Linked DNA regions of Mus musculus: region 2 is linked to region 1. Evidence: chromatin contacts called from public HiChIP or PLAC-seq data. All regions are on one chromosome and are shown on one strand. Each heading gives the region's core, a stretch centred on a gene start, on an enhancer-like site or on the middle of the called end of the contact. The rest is flanking DNA. Distances are from core to core; before and after follow the strand shown.

Region 1 (6,164 bases), core at 3,498-5,997:
AAGAATGAGGTTGTCAGTAAATTAGCTTTAATTGATACCACTGAGCTTTGTGTGTTGTTTGCAGTGCACTCAGTGACATCTGCATGCCATTCCCATGTGGTTCCTTTAGAATCAAGCCCAGGGTAACTGGCCTTGTCATTCCATGGGTGCCATTTGAGTGTGAGGGGCTTGGCTGTGGTGGTTGAAGACAACAGTCATTTTTGGTGCTACAGCCTTAAACTCTTTCAGGCTAACCCTTCAGTAGACAGGCTGAACACAAGCATTGCGATCTCTTTTAGAGATTCAGAATTATACCTCGACAATCCTGGCTGGGCCCTAGAGCATAGTTCAGGAGGCTTCAATAGGACAGCAATTCATCTCGAAGGGAAACAATACTTCTCACAGACTTGAGGTACTGCCCAGTGGAACTCTGGCACTTTCAGTAAAGTATAACTTGAACATACATATATTCTCATAAGTCTTAAGTTGCTAAAATGCCAACAGGGCTTTTGAAGCAGCGCAATGGGTAAGGGCACTCACCAAGCAACGAGTGTGATGGTCTGAAGTCCATCCTTGGGCCCACGTGTTGGAAAAAAGAGAACTGACTCTCACTATCTGTTTTCTGTCCTAGACGTGTACACTGTGGCACCTATGACACTGACACATACATCACATGGGCACACTAAATATATGCAACAAAAATTTTAATGCCAAAACAAGCCAGGTGTGATGGTCCATGCCTGTAGTCCCTGCATTTGGGAAGCAGTGCAGGGGAACTGTGTCTCAACAAAAGAAAACAAACAGTACAACAGTCCATTTTAAGTCATCTCACACACCATCGGATAGGATTTTGAGTACTAGCGCCTTGGTGAGAACTAGAGCACTGTTCTGCTGGTTTTAACAATGGAAAGGTGGGCATGGTGGCTCAAGCCTCTAATCCCAGACTGAGGGACAGGTTGAGGTTAACTTGGGCCACAAGGTAACTCTAGGCATTAATGCTGCAAAAGGTCTCAAAAAAGCAAAACAATGGAAAACTGATGCCTCTGGTCATTTCTGTCCTCACTGTCATTTTCTGCACTTGACTGTGGCAACAGCAGCTCAGGCATGGCTCTCAGCACGCCTGCAAAACAATGCTAATAGCCCCAGAACACACAGCCACTTGAAGATAATCAGATATAATTTAAAATTCTGCTACCAAGCCACCCCTGGAGTGCCTACATAAACTGGCTGCCAGTTCATTTTACAGTAACAAAAATAGTCACGTTAGTATAAAGAATGTCAATCTGTGTCCCAAGACTGCCATGTGTAAATCTCATCCATTCTTAGGAAAACAACATCATACTTCGTCCCTAGTTGTTATCAGAGTGTTCTGGAGAACAAAGAGGCAAATTAACTGGCCTAAATTCTTACGATAGTAAGTTCTACCACCAGGTAGTTGGGCTCTACTTCCACCACCACACCCACTTGCCTGAGTAGAAGGCAGTTAACAGAAGTCAGTCCATCTGCAGTAATGGAAATCTAGTCCATTTATTTGAAAAATCAACAGGTACAACCTCTATATCACACTCTTACTGCAGCCGTAGCTACTAACAAGTGCTTCCAAGCTGGTCATGGGAGGTGCACTTGGCATAACTCTCTCACTGGCAGTAGTCATCGGGAGCTGATCCTCTGAGCCTGGCCAACCTATGCCCTGTGCAGAGCAGCCTCTTTCTCCCCTGTGCATTCTACTCAAGTTCCCCTCCCTTCACCCATGCTCTGACTCATCAGGCCTGTGCCCTGCTCTGACAAAACCAAAGCCCAGCCCCAAAACAACCTGGAACACATTTCTTATTAATCATTAGCTAAAATCATCACTAGGATAAAGTGATTCATTTTAGACACTACACAGATCCCTGGACATGTGAATAACCACAGAACACCAGGGGCAGGGGAGATCATGAGGTCAGATCAAGCCTACCAAGCTCACCCTGTGCCTGACAAGGAGAGAATGGAAAGCTTCGTCCCAAGTGCCGTGTCTGAAAATGGGGTCTTCCTGTCCCAGAGTACAGAGCCGCCCTGCTCCCCTGCTTCCCTATGGAAGTTGTCCTTTTTATATTCTGGTTGAATGGTGAGTTCTGTTTTTCTAGGACAGTGCTTATCACAACGTGTAATGATGCATTTGAGAGGTTCCTCTGTGTCTTCTTGCTTTTGTTGTGAAATGCTAACAGGGTGGAGTCCTTGGCCATCTATGTCATACCTCTTTGTTTCCAAAGTTCTTATCAAACCAGGCATCTAGTAGCTTCTTATGAATATTCACTGAATAAACAAATGTTTACAAATAAAACACAGACATCTGGGCTGGTTGGCTACCTTCCCCAGGTTTCTGGAAGGTTCCTCAGCTGCCTTTAATTCTATCCTGTTTCCTTTCTCTACACTAGGTTACCTTGTTATATTTTATGAATCCTTGTAAACTGACTCAAATCCCTTGTGAAACAAGGTAGGAGTTAAATAAATATACTTTTCCATGTCACATATATATTTAAAACCTTAACACAAATCCTCTGCCAACATACACACATACACACTTGACCATCTGTACACTTTTAAAAGAGCTGCAGTTTATCTGAGCCTTGTGGTGCAAGCCTGACATCCCATCAATCAGAAAACTGAGGCAGGAGGATGGTGAGTTTGAGGCCAGCCTAGGATACATACATGTTGAGAACTTATCCAAGAAAAAAAAAAATTTTAAGAAGCTGAGTTTTGCTGTCTCCAACAATATAGTAATGTTTGAAGTGGGTTTTACCCCGGGCCCAGAACCTGTGAACTAACAGCACCCGTACATGGTTTGGTAATGTATTGGGGATAAGCTCGCTTCTAATGAGACTGGGTGACTGGATGACAAAAAGAGAACATGGGCTGGCAACGAAACTGTTGTAGATTTTGGATCAGAAAATGATTAGCCTGTGGGTTTTCAAAAAGTATTGTGCTTCTTTCACAGTAAAGAGTTTGTCACTCCTTGTACCTTAGGTAGGGAGGACAGAGGGAGCTAGGCAAGGTCCTGGTCCACAGGTACTAAGAACATCTGTCCACTTTACATAACAAAGGACAAAAGGTAGGCATACTGTGGGGGCGCTCAGTGGTACAGCAACTGCGTAGTGTGTTCAAGGGTCCCATCTCCAGCACCACAAAGTAACGATTTGAAGAGAGCAAAACTACTCAACAGACCTACCCTCTACCACCAGCTACAATCTCCGACATGTTATCCACATGCTAGCAGGAAGGGGCATTGCAAGTCTAACATGTTGATTGTTTTCTGCTTCCATACTCATTTCAAGCACCTTTATTCCAAGTGTTGGGCCAGGTATTCTTTTCATGAGGGAAACATAACTTAAAAACCACCCATGCAATGACAGTTCAAGGCACAAGTTAAACACATGACAGGCTCAGCCAGCTCCAATGCAGTCAAAACTACTCTCTTCCTGTCCTTTGCTCTAGGAAGGATGTAGGACTAGCCCTTTCTTACCCATTAGTCCGAAATCTTAACACAGAAACCTGAGATTTGATTTCTATTATTTATAAGCTTATTTGAAGCACTTGGTTCTTCCTTACGAACTGCCAGAGGAGGAGTGGGCATGAAGAGGTGGCAATGTGTGTCATAAAGACAATTTTTTTTTTTTAAAGAATTTGACAGAGTGTGGGTGAGGCTTGTTTTCTGTATGTTTATCTATTCACTTCTGGCAGAGGATGGAGATGGAGGGTAGAAAGGAAAGGTGTCTGAAGAGCCAGACAATAGGCCGGTTGCAGGCCTGACTGGCATCCTAAAGCAGCCTGCCCTGCCCTGCCCTGCCCTGCCCTGCTATCCTCTCCCTTCCCCCAACACCTGGCAGGCTGTGGTTGTGATTTCAAAACAAGTAACTGCTGGACCCCTGCCTTCTGGACCCGGGACCCAGAATGGCCTTCTCTGCTCCTCCCTGGGGTGCAGAAGGGGAGGGGAGGAGACACAAGAGAAAGAAAAGGTGGGCGCTAAAGATGAACTCGCTGGTAGTACCTCCTCAGGGACAGCGGCCTCCCCTACTCCACCCCCAAAGCTTTGGGATAACATAAAAACGCAAGCCCTGGGTGCCCAGGTATCAATCTCCCATCCTGCGCCATCTGCCCTGCCAGCCCCACTGCATTCAGCCAGGCAGGCGCATCCTATGAATCTGGACCCCAGAGCGCCTAGCTGGGCAGGCGCACATCCCGCGTGGATCCCGCAGGGCGGCGGCCCGGCCGTCTCTCCGAGAAGGCTACACCTTCTCGGTGTAGCAGGCATCACAGACCCTGAATGCCCATGTCCGCGCGCAGGCCCATCTCCAGAGCTCAATGTGACAGATCCGCAGAGCCGCAGGTGTACCCAGGCGTCCGCTCCTGCGCGGGCGCAGCCACTCCCAGGCTGAAGCTGAGCTCGCTGTCATTCTGTGGCTCCAGCACCCCGGGGATCCGCCTGCCGTGGCGCCCACCCTGTTCCTTCTTTGGTGCCCTACCTCGTACTCTGCGGTCTCGCATCCATCCCCAAATTCACCCAGCAAGGCTGGGCAGCGCTCCTCGACTCTGGGATCCGCTTCCTGGACTCACAGCTCTTCCGCTGCGTGGCGCTTCCCGCGCATCCCACAGCTCGGGACAAAGGCCCTAGATCCGCGTCCCCGAGGCGGGCGCTGCAGTCAGAGTCAAGTCCAGAGCCCGCGGGAGGCTGGAAGAAGTGTGAGCTCCCAGCAGTGCGTGATGACAAAGGGCCGGGCGAGTGCGCAGCGCCCCCTCCAGAGCCCGGCTTGCTGCAGCGTCCCCGCCCGCGCCCTGCAGCAGCCTGGGCCAAAGGCAGGACCTGTCCCTCAGGAGAAACCCCAGTAAGACACACTCTGCTCTGAGTTTACACTCGGGGTGTATTTTATTTTGATTTAGGGTCTCAGGACATCTTGCCTTTGAGAGGTAACTTTCAGTGCTGCTAGCTAGTGACAACTGGATGACTAAACTCCAAACCAGATAGATTGATCCTGATTCTAATTCTGACCCCATCTTTAACTAGGCTGGGGGCGCACTGCTGTAACCTAGACAGCCTCTGCTTCCTCTGGCCCCTTGTACTTCTCTACCCTATCCCCTACTCCCCTGGAGAGACCCCAGTGGCTGAGTAGGGAATCAGGATTCATCTTCAGATCTGTCACTCCCCAGCCTTGTGACCTTGAGGATAACTCTGCGAGCCTGTTCTCTCCTGGAAAATGACCTGATCTAATGTATTTGTCACCTGGGCCTTTTCTAATGGTTGGGACAGGATTCTTCAAAGCCCTTGGAAAGCAGGATGTTGCAGGCAGTCAGGGCCTTACACCTCCATCCTGTTTCCTCCAACTCCATGTTAGTCACTCCCAAAGCTCTGAGAAATACGCCTGTCAAAACGTTCAGCCTCCAGAAAAACCTCTAGCCACTGAAGAAGAGCCCTGCTCTCCTGACATTCCCAACAGCAACCCTTTGGATTCCAACACAGTCAGACAGTACCCAAATCTCTGAAAGTGGTCCAGGAATGGACATGTGTGTACACATTGGTGGGGGCATGTGTGCATGTGCACATGAGTACATGCATGTACAGAAGCGAGAAGTTGATCTCAGGTGTTCCTATCGCATTCCACCTTATTTTACAGCATCTTTCATTGATTATGGAAATTGCCATCTTGGCTAGGCTGACTGGTCAACCAGTAGAACAGACATAGAAACGTGTGCTGCTATGCTTGGTTTTCACATCCCGCTGGGGATCAGGTCTCAGGTTCTCATGCTTGCCTGGCAAGCATCTCACCTACCCACTGTCCTAGTGAGTTTTGACCCGATCTAAAGCAATGATTCTAAGCATCCTAATGCTACATGACCCCCAACCATGAAATCATTTTGTAACTATAATGTTGCTATTGTTATGAGTCATATGTAAATATCTGATATGCAACCCCCATGAGGGCTACAACCCACAGGTTGAGAACCACTAGTCTAGAGTCATCTAGAGTTGAAGAATTGCTCAGATCAGACTGGCCTGTGGGCATGTCTGTGGGGTGATTGTCTTGATTGTTAATTGGTATGGGAAGGCCCAGCCCACTGTAGCCAGCACAATTCCCTAAACAGGTGACCCTGACCTGCAGAAGAAAGCCAGCTATTAAGTATGAGCCTGACTGACCCATTCAGCAACCTTT
Region 2 (6,629 bases), core at 1,238-3,737, 220 kb before region 1:
CAGAAAGAGGTGTGAACCATTGCGGCAAACCTCACTGAGAACCAACCAAACACATAACAAAGAGCCCATCTGATAGAACTTTACCATATGGTGTCAGTAAACTTATGAAGAGAAAATGAAAATCACTGAAATCTGTTCTTCAGCGTAGCTCAAAGATAACATTACCCCCACCCCCACCCCACCATCATTTCCTCGTGAATACATTTTGAAAAACAACAACTTTTTCACACAACGATTTTCTGGCGTTGGTGAACCGGACCGCTTCTATGTGTAAGTTTTCTAAGCTTGACTTTATTTTCATGTAGTGGCTTTTAGTCTGATAACATGCGGTGTGCTAGGGTTGCCTGGGCCGAGGCGACAGTCTAGTGTTCGCTCTCAGAACACAGACTTTCCTTTGACGCACAACCTCCTTTACTGTAGTTGGACATCAATCTCTCTAGCTTAGAAAGGAGGTTTTATTTCTGTGCCAAGGGACAGAACTTCCAAAAAACACCGATGCCTTTCAGCATCGTGCAGAGTAAATAATCAAGGTTCTGTGAGTCAGTCATCCTTTCTAACTCCAACTCATCAGTGAGCTGTGGACGGACACCCGGGCAGCCTGTCAGCCTCCATCGGCTGGCTCCCCAGGCCTAGGCTTTCTCTGCTTCTGGGGTTTTCCAACAAAGAGTGCATGGATGCAGATGAGTTAGCACGTTGCCTTTGAATTCAAGCCATTCATGAAGATCGGAGAAGCAAAAGCACTCCAATGGTATTGAAGTCTCAGCATTGCTTGCTCTACTCTGGAGGCTACCAACCTTAGACTCCCAAATGAAGCCCTGGAGCCTCCCAGGGCCCCCAGCAGAACCCAGTAAGTTCATGGGAAAGGGGAGGAGGAAAGTAGTGAAAACCCGGATGGCCAGTGCGTGTTCCCAACCCCAGCCACACTTCCCAGAGCGGCACAACCCAGAAGTCACCAACTGTACAGATCAAAAGCTCACTCTCTTTAAGGTAGCTCCAGCTCCAGCAGTGCCCACCAGGTCCCTTTGCGTTGTTTGTAGTATGTGTGTGTGTGTGTGCAAGTGTGGAAGTGTGGAAGGCAAAAGACAGCCCCACTGTTGTTCCTCAGGGGCCATTCACTTTTCTGTGGGGGTCTGGTACTTTCCAAGTAGGTCAGGCTGACTGGTCAGTGAGCCCCAGGGACCTTCCTGGCATTGCCTTCCTAGGACCTGGCTTACAAGTGTGGGCCACCATGTCTGAGTTGGGAAACTTAAGTATAAAAAAGGGTTCATAGTAGAAGAGAGGGCGCAGAAAGATTGTACAGCCTAAAGAACAGGAAGTTTGCTGTGAGTTTTTTGCCTCCTAGAAATGTCAGAGAGGCTACATCTGTGAGATCTCACCAAGATGTCGTTTTTTAAACATGACCCAAAGAGGACAAGCCCAACAGACATGCTCACACAGAAGGGGGAAGTCTCATGGGACCCTAACCTTAGGCAAAGAACTACAGGCAACTAAAGAATGCTGAGAGCGGGTGGGGCCCCCAAATGGGTTATTCACTGCAAAGAGGTCAGTTCTGAAATCATATCCATACAAGTAACATTATACGCAACAACAAGGTTGAACTTATACATGGTGTTGAGAAGGAGCACTTAAGACTCAAGGAAGAAGCCTGTGTCTTGGGGGCCTTATATGTGTCCCCGCCACAAGTTTGGCTCAATGCTGCAAAACAGAAGTGCATAGAAGCTAGCCTTAGTCTGGGGGAGGTTGGTACCCACACTCCTGTTGATGGAGTTTCAAGGCAGAGAAAAACAAAGGGATTGAGAGGAGGAGGGAGTGGAACAAGACTAGAGACCCAACACAGGGATCTGGGAAAGAGGGAAAGAGAGTGAGCTGGTATCACGTTGATTCTAGCCACTCTACCATCCTACAGGATGCCTTAACAAGTACTTGAACGTGACATTTCCTTCTGCACACCTGGCCCAGGTGGGGCCAAGGAGAGAGGATGGATGGAATGAATGGGCTCTGTGTTGGAGTATGGTCAGTTAAGGATGGCTCTGGCATCTTTGCAGCTGAACGGCATGCCCTCTGAGGTCAGGCGTGGATGGGATGCAGTGTCTGGCTGCCTGTGTCAGGCTGCCCTACTTCTTACCATCACCAGACAAGCAGGTATTATCTTCCCATTTCACAGACCAGGAAATGGAGAGGTCGGGCCACTTGTCTAAGGTCACTTTGCTGGTTGGCATGGGAGCTGGTCAGAGCCCAGGGTCCTAGTGAACGCAAGGCCTGGCTTTCCCCGCCTCTTCTCGTGGCTGCTGCCAGGCTTCATTTCTCTTGCTGTTCCTTTAGAGTATGAACCACGTTCGTAGAAAGTGGGGGGTTTTCACATCCCGAGCTAATTTCACACCCTTTCCGCACGCTGGGCTAACAAGCTATCTGTGTACCCCCCTTACTTGCTTCTCAATCACCGTTTGTGCTACGAGTGTGCTCAAAAGACAAAGGTGTCTTTCACGTTATTCCCTCATTAAAACACTCGGCTTTTGTGTGAACGCTGAAAACCGTCAGTCATTTGTTCACAGCGGCTCTAAGACTGATTCAGTCCGTTGTTAAGCAGAGTCCTGATCTTGCAGACACAAACTTGAGAACAGTGTATATATATTTATATTTAACAGATTCAAACTCTAATTGTAATGGATACTAATTATTATGACAATTGTGCCTATGCATCCAGGAAAGGCATAGTATAAAAAATAAATATTTTTTATTTTTTTAAATTGAAATATAATTATAACATATTAGAAAGCTCCAATGTGTCCATATCATTACCTGGCAATGAGTGAGAGCTCTTCTTTGTTCCCCTGTGTTTCCTGTGGGCCAGGAAGGACAAGGAACAAGCAGGACTCACTCCCTCTTCTAGGCAAATGGCTTTGAGAGACCTGGCATGTCTACCGTTTGGGCCTATGATGATGCTAGAGTTTTGAACTTCCCTTTCAAAATGTTTTATTTCATCATTTAAAATTCTGTGTCTGTGTCTCTCTGTGGGTATGTGAGTTCAAGAGCTGGTGCTGGAGCAGCCAGAGGTGTTGGATGCCCTGGAACTGAAGTCACAGGCAGTTGTAAGCCACCCCACATGGGGGCTGGGAATGGAGTTCAGGTCCTTTGTAAGAGCAGTATTCTCAGTTAAACACTGAGTTATCTCTCCATCCCCGAATCTCAAACTTTTTTTTATATGAATTTGTCTCCTCCCCTCCTCTTCCTCCTCTTCTTCCTCCTCCTCTTCTTCCTCCTCCTCTTTAAAGATTTATTTATTATTATACATAAGTACACTATAGCTGATTTCAGATGCACCAGAAGAGGGTGTTAGATCTCACTATGGGTGGTTGTGAGCCACCATGTGGTTGCTGGGATTTGAACTCAGGACCTTCGGAAGAGCAGTCAGTGTGCTCTTACCTGCTGAGCCATCTCACCAGCCCAAGAAGGCTCTTCTAGGAAACATTTCTAGAAAGATCTAGGACCACCATGTGTGACCTGAAGGGTCTACACCCAGGATCAGGTACACCATGGCCTCCATTTGTTAGGGCTCTGGTGGCTCTTACCTGCTATGTCCACCCTCTTTGCCTGCACAGCACTCACGGAAGGAGGATCCGTGAAATATGTCAGCCAGCTGAGCACACACCCCAAAAAGGAAAATGCCTTCAAGATAAATCAGCTAAGATTTCCTCCTCAGCCTCACCCACGCTTATTAGTGACATAACAGCCAGGCACAGACTGGGGTAAACATCACTCCAGAGCAAGTGGGGAGCCTGAAGGGTGAAGAGAGAGACCTGAAAGGTGGTTCCGTCCATCTGCAATGGCTCTAGTCCCTTAAGTCTCTCACCAGGACCACCTAAGATGAACAGAAGGCTCAAGTTCAAATTCTGTCTTTGCTCTCTTCCACATGTCTCATTTATTATTGCCACGATGACGAAAATTGCAAATTCAATGACTTGAAAACCGCACAGTGTATTGTCTTACAATCCTGGAAGCCACACGAATGTCAAGCAGGTGTGAGCCACTGCCCAGCCAGCTCATTCCACAGCTTTCAGAAGTTGCCAGAGCTCTTCATCCTGAGATGCAATTCTGCTCCTGTCGCATCTTGCGCCGAGCCCTCTGCTCTCTTGCTTGCTTATTTTAAGGGTCCTTGAAAAACTACAATCAGACCATCTACCCGAAATAATCCTGCTTCCAAGGTCCTGCAAAGTCCCTTTGGCCACAGAGGTAGCATAGTGATAGTTTCTAGGGGCTGGAGGTAGGCATCTTTGGGGCTCAGTCTGTCACACCATGCAAGAGTCCCCTTCTGCCTGCAGTCTGTAATAAGATAGTCTCTACTGTGATGGCCCTTCATTTAAAGACATACTTACTTATTTTTATGTGTATGTGTGTTTTGCCTGCATGTATGTTTAGGCGCCATGTATGGGCTTGGTGCTGCCAAGCTTGGAGGTCAGAAGGGGACTTTGGAAACTAGAGTTATAGATGGGTGAGCTGCTGTGTAGATGATGGGCCCTGAACTCCAGTCCTCTGCAAGAACAGCTAGTGCTCTTTTTTTTAAAAAAAAATTATTTTTTTTTCCATTTTTTATTAGGTATTTAGCTCATTTAAAAAATTATTTTTATTAATTAGTTAATTAATTAATTTTTTACTAAGTCCCCTCTGCAACCTCAAGACAACCCTTCTAAAAGGCAAAGCAACAAAAGAGAGACTCAAGTTTTTGAGTGTGAATGATCAGAGTCCACACCCAAAAGAATTCAGAAATTCAAACACATGACTCTGTCTTTTGGAACCACATAAATCTAAGCTGTAATGGGGAAATCAGAGGTGAGAAATCTGACCCCAAACTCAAAGTAACTTGAAGGGTAAGAGTCTGAGACGCTTGCATCCAGTCAGAGATAAGTCTCCAAACTGCAGCCCCACACAGGCTTTGGTTCTATTCACACACACACACACACACACACACACACACACACACACACTGCTCTCAGCTTTCTCCAGGGGCTCCAGCACACAGGTTGCCTGTTCATTCTCGCATCCCACAGCTACGCCAATCCTTCATGCTGATGCCAGCAGCAGCTAATCCCCTCAGCACTTTTGAGTTTCCTTATAAAACTATTACCACAATTATTACTGTTTTTGGTGTGTGCAGGGTGCACATGTGCTACAGTGGCATGTGGAGGGCAGAGAATTCCTTATGGAAGAAAGTCTGTTCTCTCCTTCCACCATGTTGGTTGTTGGGGATTGAACTCAGGTAGGCAGCCTTGGCAGCAAGCATTTTTACCTGCTGAGCCATCTTGTCAGCCCCCAACCCCATCCCCTGGCTAGGTCTCAACATAAATCCACCCAATGCTTACTTCCTTAGGGTAAGTTCTTACAAGTGTGCCGGCGGGAGGGCGGGGCCTCCCTGCAAACCCTGTGCCGAGTGCTGACAACCTGTTTTCATACACTGCCAGGTCTCACACACCAACACTTGTTTCTGACTCTCCCCACTGTGAGCACCAACACTTCCTCACAGGGATTTCCATTTCTTTGGAGGCTTCAAGCCTGGACATCTGCTTTGTAATTCTTGGCCTGGGGAGCTGTTATTTTACAAGATGCCCATTTGAATAATCTGCTCATTCTCTTAAGATTTCCCATTGTTCTGAGACAGTATTTTATATATTAAGAATATGAATTCCTTTTAGGGTTCAAGAATGGAGATATTGACTATGTATTTTTTTTTCTGTAGTGGTTTCTTTTGTTGCTCATAAAACTATAATTTTTATAACTGTTTCCCTATATTATTTGTTCTTTAATGGTCTAGTTATTCTTTCCTTTCTCTCTTCTCTTCCCTCCCTCCCTGCTGCTTTTCAGTCATATAAATATTCTTTTTTTTTTTTCCTTTCTGGTACTGGAGATAAAACTCAGAGCCTCACAAATGTCAGGCAAATGCCCTATTTCCCAACTCCTAATATCTAATGTATATAATATGTAGTAAATAAATATAATACAATAAAATAAATGTTTTTGCAACAGGTTTTCACACAACCCAAGGTAATGGAGCCTTGATCTGGCACCCACTGGGTGACCTTGAGCTTCTGACCCTATTGCTTCCACCTCCTGAGTGCTGGGGTTGCAGGCATGCACCTCCACTCCTTGTTTATACAGTGCTGGGAATTGAACCCAGGGCTCTGTGCATTGTAGGCAAGCACGCTACCAACTGAGCTACACTGCCAGCTTCTCATTTGTATTTTCTTAGAGAATTCTTATGCTTCCATCTTTGAAATATTTCAACCTGCTAATATTTATCTTAAAATGGCGTCTAGCTTCCAAACCTAAGTCTGCTTATCTCAGATGCTTATTGTCCTGTATCAGAGTCTCTGTGGCATGAACTGCCGTCTACCTAGAGATGTAAACCACCATTGTATCCCACGTCAGCTTGCTATGTGTGACCATGTGTATTGAAGAATACCCATTGTCAGGATGAAGCTCAGAAGTTGCCTCAAAACCATGGTAACCAATTCAAAACATGTAGGATTGGGGGAGGGTGGGTTTCTACCCATGGCATGAAATTCCATTGTGTAACAGCCTTGATCTGCTGCAAAGCTTTGGGCTTGGAATTCCTGAAACTGCTGGGCTGGGGAGGT

The links. HiChIP or PLAC-seq counts read pairs in DNA pulled down with a chosen protein or histone mark.
Region 2: a contact with region 1 is called in an H3K4me3 HiChIP or PLAC-seq map of embryonic forebrain, with 2.4 times the contacts expected there. The contact joins the enhancer-like site here to the promoter of Add2 in region 1. A contact is called at or near these places in 5 of 39 promoter capture datasets (the 3T3-L1 cell line, the C10 cell line, embryonic stem cells and 1 more) and 2 of 115 datasets of contacts at active chromatin or transcription factors (embryonic forebrain and pancreatic cancer cells).

Annotation. Positions count from the first base shown.
Region 1 is chr6:86,027,264-86,033,427 of GRCm38.p6, reverse strand. Add2 (adducin 2 (beta)) reads right to left here and starts at 4,747. Exons shown (of 16, transcript NM_001271857.1): 1 at 4,482-4,747.
Region 2 is chr6:86,244,984-86,251,612 of GRCm38.p6, reverse strand. All of the region lies in intron 2 of Tgfa (transforming growth factor alpha), which reads right to left. Among named protein-coding and RNA genes, the nearest start is that of Tgfa, 53 kb to the right of the region's middle. Within about 2 kb of position 2,487, at least 31 of the 459 cell types and tissues checked have an H3K27ac peak or open chromatin away from gene starts, as enhancers often do. A contact at or near this core is called in embryonic forebrain, where this site is marked.